2 separate regions of the Sus scrofa genome follow, and region 1 is linked to region 2. Evidence: chromatin contacts called from public Hi-C data. All regions are on one chromosome and are shown on one strand. Each heading gives the region's core, a stretch centred on a gene start, on an enhancer-like site or on the middle of the called end of the contact. The rest is flanking DNA. Distances are from core to core; before and after follow the strand shown.

Region 1 (3,044 bases), core at 263-2,762, 170 kb after region 2:
TCACATGTATAGATTTGTGTGACTATGACAGAGTCAAGATACAGAATAGTTCCATCAACAGAATCCCTTCGGGTATGCTTTTATGGCCAAAGCTACTTTCTTCCTCCCATGATCTTGACCCCACCACTAATCTGTTCTTCATTTCTGTAATTGACATTTCAAACATACTGTATCAGTGGAATCATACAGAATGTTATCTCTTGAGATTGGCTTTTTACATTCAGCTCAATTCCCTGGAGATTCATCTAAGGTGTTATAGGGATCAGTGATTTGTTCGTTTTTATTGTTGAGTGGTATCCACTGTTGTCAGAGATAACGATTCCTTCCACTTTATTATCCTTTTCAAGATTTTTTTTTAACTATTCTAGTTTGACTTTCCATATAAATTTTAGAATAATTTTATCTGGGTCTAAAAAAAAACTTGCTAAATTTTTTATAAGAATTGCATTAAACCTATGGCTCAATTCTGGGAGAGGTGAATCTTCTTTTCTACATTGAGTGTTCCAAACTATAAATATATGTTTCTCCTTTTATTTGGGTCTTTTTAAAAATGTTTTATTAGAGTATAGTTGTGTTACAATGTTGTGCCAATTTCTGATGTGCAGCAAAGTGACCCATTAATACATATAGATACATTTCCTTTCTTAAATGAACTTAAAAATATGGAATGCTTCACAAATTTGCCTGTCATCCTTGCACAGGGGCCATGCTAATTTTCTCTGTATTGTTCTAATTTTAATGTATGTACTGCCAAAGCAAGCATTATAAGATCTTTTTTTATAATTTCTTCCATCGGTATTTATAATTTCCACAAGGATTTTGTAGAAATTTTATTGTATTTATACCGAAGTATTTAATTTTTATTGGAGTGATTATAAATGTTCTATAGATATGCATTATTAGCATATAGAAACAGATTGATTTTTGTGTGTTGGTCTTATATCCAGTAGCCTCGCCTAAGTGACTTATTAGTTCTAGGATATTAGGTTTATTTGTTTGGATGGTTTTTGTTTTGTGTTGTAGACTTCTTGCTGTTGTTGACATAGGCAATCACGTAATTTAAAATTGGAGACAAATTTTCTTCCTTTCTAATCTGTATGCTTTTTACAAGCATAGCTCAGAAATACTACAGGTTAGGTTCCAGACCAATTTAATTAAGCAAACATTCCCATCAAGTGAGTCACACAGATTTTTTGATTTCTCAGTGAATGTAAAATTTATGTTTATACTGTTGACAGAAATAATCAATAAACAATCTATAATAAGGTTAGAAAAGAATATTACTGGAGCCAACCTGGAGACTATAGCCCAGAGACACAGATTCAAGAAGCACTTGAATTGTGTTCTGCTGGACTACAAAATAGGGGAGGCTTATAAAAATAGAAACTGCAAAATTATGTAAGTTGTTTGTCAAGAGTTATAATTGGAGCTGGCAAGAAATAAGAGTGCTTGTTAAGCTAGCATTGGTTGGGGTCCGAAATGGTTGCATAGTTACAAGGAGAAACCTTGAGATCATAAGGTTGCAGCTGGCAGCTGCTAGCAGATGCTATTTTGAGAATGGCTGGTGGTGTCCTTGAGTATGAAAGTGTTCAGAACATTCAAGTTCTCAGTGATGCAGGAATATATCTGAAACTACATACACATGACCACCTTGCTCCATTTTGGATGCCTGAACCACAGTTTCTCCATTTTAATTTTTAAATGCATTCTTTTCTTTAACAGATACAGCAGGTATACAGTGTATGTTTGACAGCCCTAAGACATGTTGTACTAGTTAACATCAGGTTCAAGTCAAATCATGTATAAGGTAGAATGACTTTCACATACCTCAACATGTGAAAATTTCTTCCATCAACACTATACTGTAGTCTCTTATGTGTTCAATAGAATTATCTATAAAAATAATGCATATATCTTAATTTTAAAATACTTAATTGCTAAAAAGTGCTATCATCTGAGCTTTCAGTGAGTTATAATCTTTTTTTTTTACTGGTGAAGGGTCTTATATCCACTGATCACCACTTGATTAGTCAGTTGTTGGCTGCTGACTAATCAAGGTAGTGGTTGCCAAAGGTTGGGTGGTTATGGCAATTTCTTAAAATAAGGCAATAATGAAGTTTGTCCATCAATTGACCCTTTCACTGGAACACTAAAAACCATTGTGGGGTTATTAAGTGGCCTAATTTCAATAATCTTGTGTTTCAGAGAATAGGCAGGCCCTCAGAGAGGAAGAGAAACAGAGGAACAACTGGTCAGTAAAGCATCCAGAACACATACAACATTTATTAAGTTTGCCATCTTATATGGGCACAGTTTGTGGTGCCCCAAAACAATTACAATAGTAACATCAAAGATCACTGATCACAGATCACTAGAACAAATATAATAATAATGAAAAAGATTGAAATTTTTTTGAGGATTACCAAAATGTGACAGAGAGACACTAACTGAGCAGATGCTGTTGGGAAAAAAAAGTCAAGTAGATTTGCTTAAAGAGTGCCAGCAACCTTCAATGTGTAAAAAAAAAAAAAAAAAAAAAAAAATGTAGTATGTGCAAAGTTCAGTAAAGTGAAGCACAATGAAATTAAGTATACTTTTGCTTTGTTTTCTTACTTTTTAAAGTGTGCTGTTATATATAGATAGATGAAGATACCAAGAGTTCTAAAAATATATACCTACACAATTTTATTTTCTATAAATAATAGTTTTAATAAAATGAAATATAGAAAGAAAATTACACTGTAAACTATCTCTAAACTGTATTATTTTGTAATCACTTCAAGTCAGTCCCCAAAAATGACATTAATAAGTTGGGAACACATTTCTGTGGGTAAGTTTCGCTCAACTGTATCAAGTATGTTGTTAAAATTATTTTTCTTCTCTCAACAACTAATTTCTTAGAAACAAATCAGAATAAATTGAATCTATTATAGTCTGTAATCTTAATCAAGAGGTTTTTATTTTAATCACTTCAAATATAAATGAGTATTCTTATGATTACCACAAATTAATTATAGTCAAGAGTTTGGATCTGTTATGAAATT
Region 2 (2,930 bases), core at 25-2,524:
CATCACAATTACTAAGAATCTTGCTTATAGTAAAACAAAGTACCCCTGCAATATGAAATGCTAGGGTCTGTAGTACCATTGGCAATTAAAGAGTATGGACTTAATGGTGACTGAAAAAAATTCAACTGCTGTAGAATTTTGAAAAAATAAAATGGCAGGGGCAGATTAATCACTATCAACTCAAGGAATATTGAGAAAAATAGAATTTCTACAGTGATGGTGATGTTGATGTTTAGGGAGATCCTTATGTCACAGGTCAGACTATGCTGAAAACCAAACCTAGATTCTTTGTATAAGGGAGGGAGAGCTACAAAGGATATGGTGTTCATTGCTTCAACAAGTTGCCAATTTTTAGGTCAGCATCTTCATAGGAAAAATGTAAGACCTTGAAATCTGGGGTGGAGACTTTGGGTGGACAATCCTGAGAAACTCAAAACTGCCTACTTTATTGAACCCCTGACTTTCTGGGCTGTTGGAAGCAGCTCCCTACCCTACCAGAGGGAGAGCAGTCTATCTTGCTTGGAAACACTGCAGACATCTTATTTAAAGCAGATTCTTTGCAACAGCTTATCCTCCAAAATATTTGTCTCTCCACACCATTTATTGTCTATGTACCACTAAACAAGATACATTGGCACAACTTAAGTAGAAAAATGTGAGTCCAAGTCTGATGAAAATAGCAAACTCTCCAAAGGAAAAGTAGGACTTAGCTAATGTGTACAGCAAGAACTTGAGGAAATACATTTGACCAGAAGAGGAAAAGTATGACTGTAAAGGGAAGAATTTAGTAACTTGAGAACACTCACCCTTGATATATTAACTTGGCAGTGACACTTTGAGCCAATTATAGAACCAAGCTGGGATAATCCTTTTGAAGTTTGTACACAATGATAGTCTACTGTAAGTTAGGTAAACTGCCTTGGTAAAATATTGAAGAAGTCAGAAGGCTCAGAGAAGTGAAAATTTGAGATGGATTTATTATGTAAAACAAAACAAAAAAAATGCCACTTCACCATCTACTTCTTTTCCCTCAGGAGAATTTATGGAAATATTCACTTTTATGTCAGTAAGGAATGATAGGGATTAGATGGGAAAGAGAAAATGCATGGGCATCTTTATGAAACGCAGTAGTGGTTTCCTGAGCAGGCTGATATAAGCAAAAAGAATCCCTTTCACAGAATTCTGGACTATCAGAGACCAGGTAGCAGTACTTAACCATCAAAGCAAGGTAGATGTAATTGTTATAATGGGCAGCAAGATCAGAGTAGCAATCAGGGTGCCTTGACCCTCAGAGATCTGTGGGATGATTGAAAGATCATACTGTTCTAGGCACAGATGATAGAGTGTTACATAACTTTCATAACAAGAAAAAAAAGTGTTCTGCCAAGCAAAAGCCTGATGTCAGCCACCAGAATAGAAAGTTGCAGTTTTTTTATCCAAGTTCCAGATGTATGACATTGCGCAGATCCAAAATCCATTGATTAAAAGGAATCCTGTACCCCTAGAGGAAGTACATAGTGATACCACTATTAGAATATAAAATAAATATCTGCTTACTCTTTCCCCAAAGAGATCTATGACCATTTTCCATGTACTTAGAAAAGAAGAATGTCTATACTTATGAGAACTTTTGGATATGAAATCTAAGCTGACACTAGTAACAGGGAATTCAAAATGTTACTTTGGATCCCTGTTTGGGGATATTACAAGCCACCTGATAAATAGTGTCCTGGCCCAAGATCATCTCACACTAAAATACAGGGTCTTCGAATTGACCTGGTTATCATTTCCCTAGTCTCTGAATTCATACATCACAGCAACTGGCAGAAGCTTCCTTCACATTATTTCTCTGACGTGTGTAGTAAAAGGCTAAGCAAAATTTCTTAAAACTCTATCACCTTCCCTGGAAAGTGGTTTCATTAAAATGAAGCAATACTATATCCCAGATAGATTGGGAAGAATTAGTGTCACCCTCAAAGTTTTAATGAATGCAAAGGTAGAGGTGCCAATCATATCCTCATTTTATTTATGTTGATTCCATAACATCCAAATGGGTTTTGATGGATAGTAGTGGGTTTCTAGCATTTAACTTAGTGGCAGCAAAAGCTCAGTTGCCAGTCCAGTCATGATATCTAATAAGAGAGTTTAATACAGTCCTGGAACTTAGTATGCAGCTGTTAATGTGAAGAGTACATTCACAAAAGCTGCTCAATTTCTGTAGGAAGGACAGACGTATAAGTTAAGTGTCCCCAAGACAAGTTAAACTCTTCTGCTTTGTCACAGTATGGTACACAGAGGACATAACCATTTTGATATTGTGCAGAATATCACACTACTCCACCACTGAAAGGAGTGACTATTTAATATCAGATACAATAACTTTTGAACATATAGCATTACAAAAGATGGAGCTCCTGTTGTGGCTCAGCAGTAATGAACCCAACTATTATATCCATGAGGATGCAGGTTTGATACCTGGCCTCACTCAGTAGGTTAAGGATCTGGTGTTGCTGTGAGCTGTGGTGTAGGTCACAGAAGCGGCTTGGACCTGGTGTGGCTGTGGCCGGGAGCTACAACTCCACTTTGACCCTTAGCCTGGGAACTTCCATATGCTACGGGTACAGCCCTAAAAAGAGAAAAAAAAAAAAAAAGATAAAGAGGGATATTTTGTAGTAATTAAATTGATACATTAAAAGATATAAAAATAAATACACATATGTACCTAAAAATAGAGTTCAAAAGATATACATAAATTGAATTATAAGGATAAAAAAATCACTTCGCAATCATAGTTGGAGATTTTACATAACCTCCTCAGTGACTGATAGAACAGTTATACAAAAAACAATGTAGGAATAGGTAATATAAACAACACCATCAGTTGCTTCACAGATTTTTATAGAGAACTAAGTCTTACAATAGAGGAATAT

Evidence for each region. Hi-C and Micro-C count contacts between places; a contact is called where the count stands out from the background.
Region 1: a contact with region 2 is called in a Hi-C map of skeletal muscle, with 2.9 times the contacts expected there. The contact joins two enhancer-like sites. A contact is called at or near these places in 4 of 47 Hi-C or Micro-C datasets (heart right ventricle, psoas muscle and skeletal muscle) and 1 of 2 datasets of contacts at active chromatin or transcription factors (skeletal muscle).

Annotation. Positions count from the first base shown.
Region 1 is chr15:92,890,784-92,893,827 of Sscrofa11.1, forward strand. No RefSeq gene overlaps it. Among named protein-coding and RNA genes, the nearest start is that of GULP1, 96 kb to the right of the region's middle. Within about 2 kb of position 1,513, at least 4 of the 83 cell types and tissues checked have an H3K27ac peak or open chromatin away from gene starts, as enhancers often do. A contact at or near this core is called in skeletal muscle, where this site is marked.
Region 2 is chr15:92,724,662-92,727,591 of Sscrofa11.1, forward strand. All of the region lies in intron 5 of LOC106506297 (a long non-coding RNA gene), which reads left to right. Among named protein-coding and RNA genes, the nearest start is that of GULP1, 260 kb to the right of the region's middle. Within about 2 kb of position 1,275, at least 3 of the 83 cell types and tissues checked have an H3K27ac peak or open chromatin away from gene starts, as enhancers often do. A contact at or near this core is called in skeletal muscle, where this site is marked.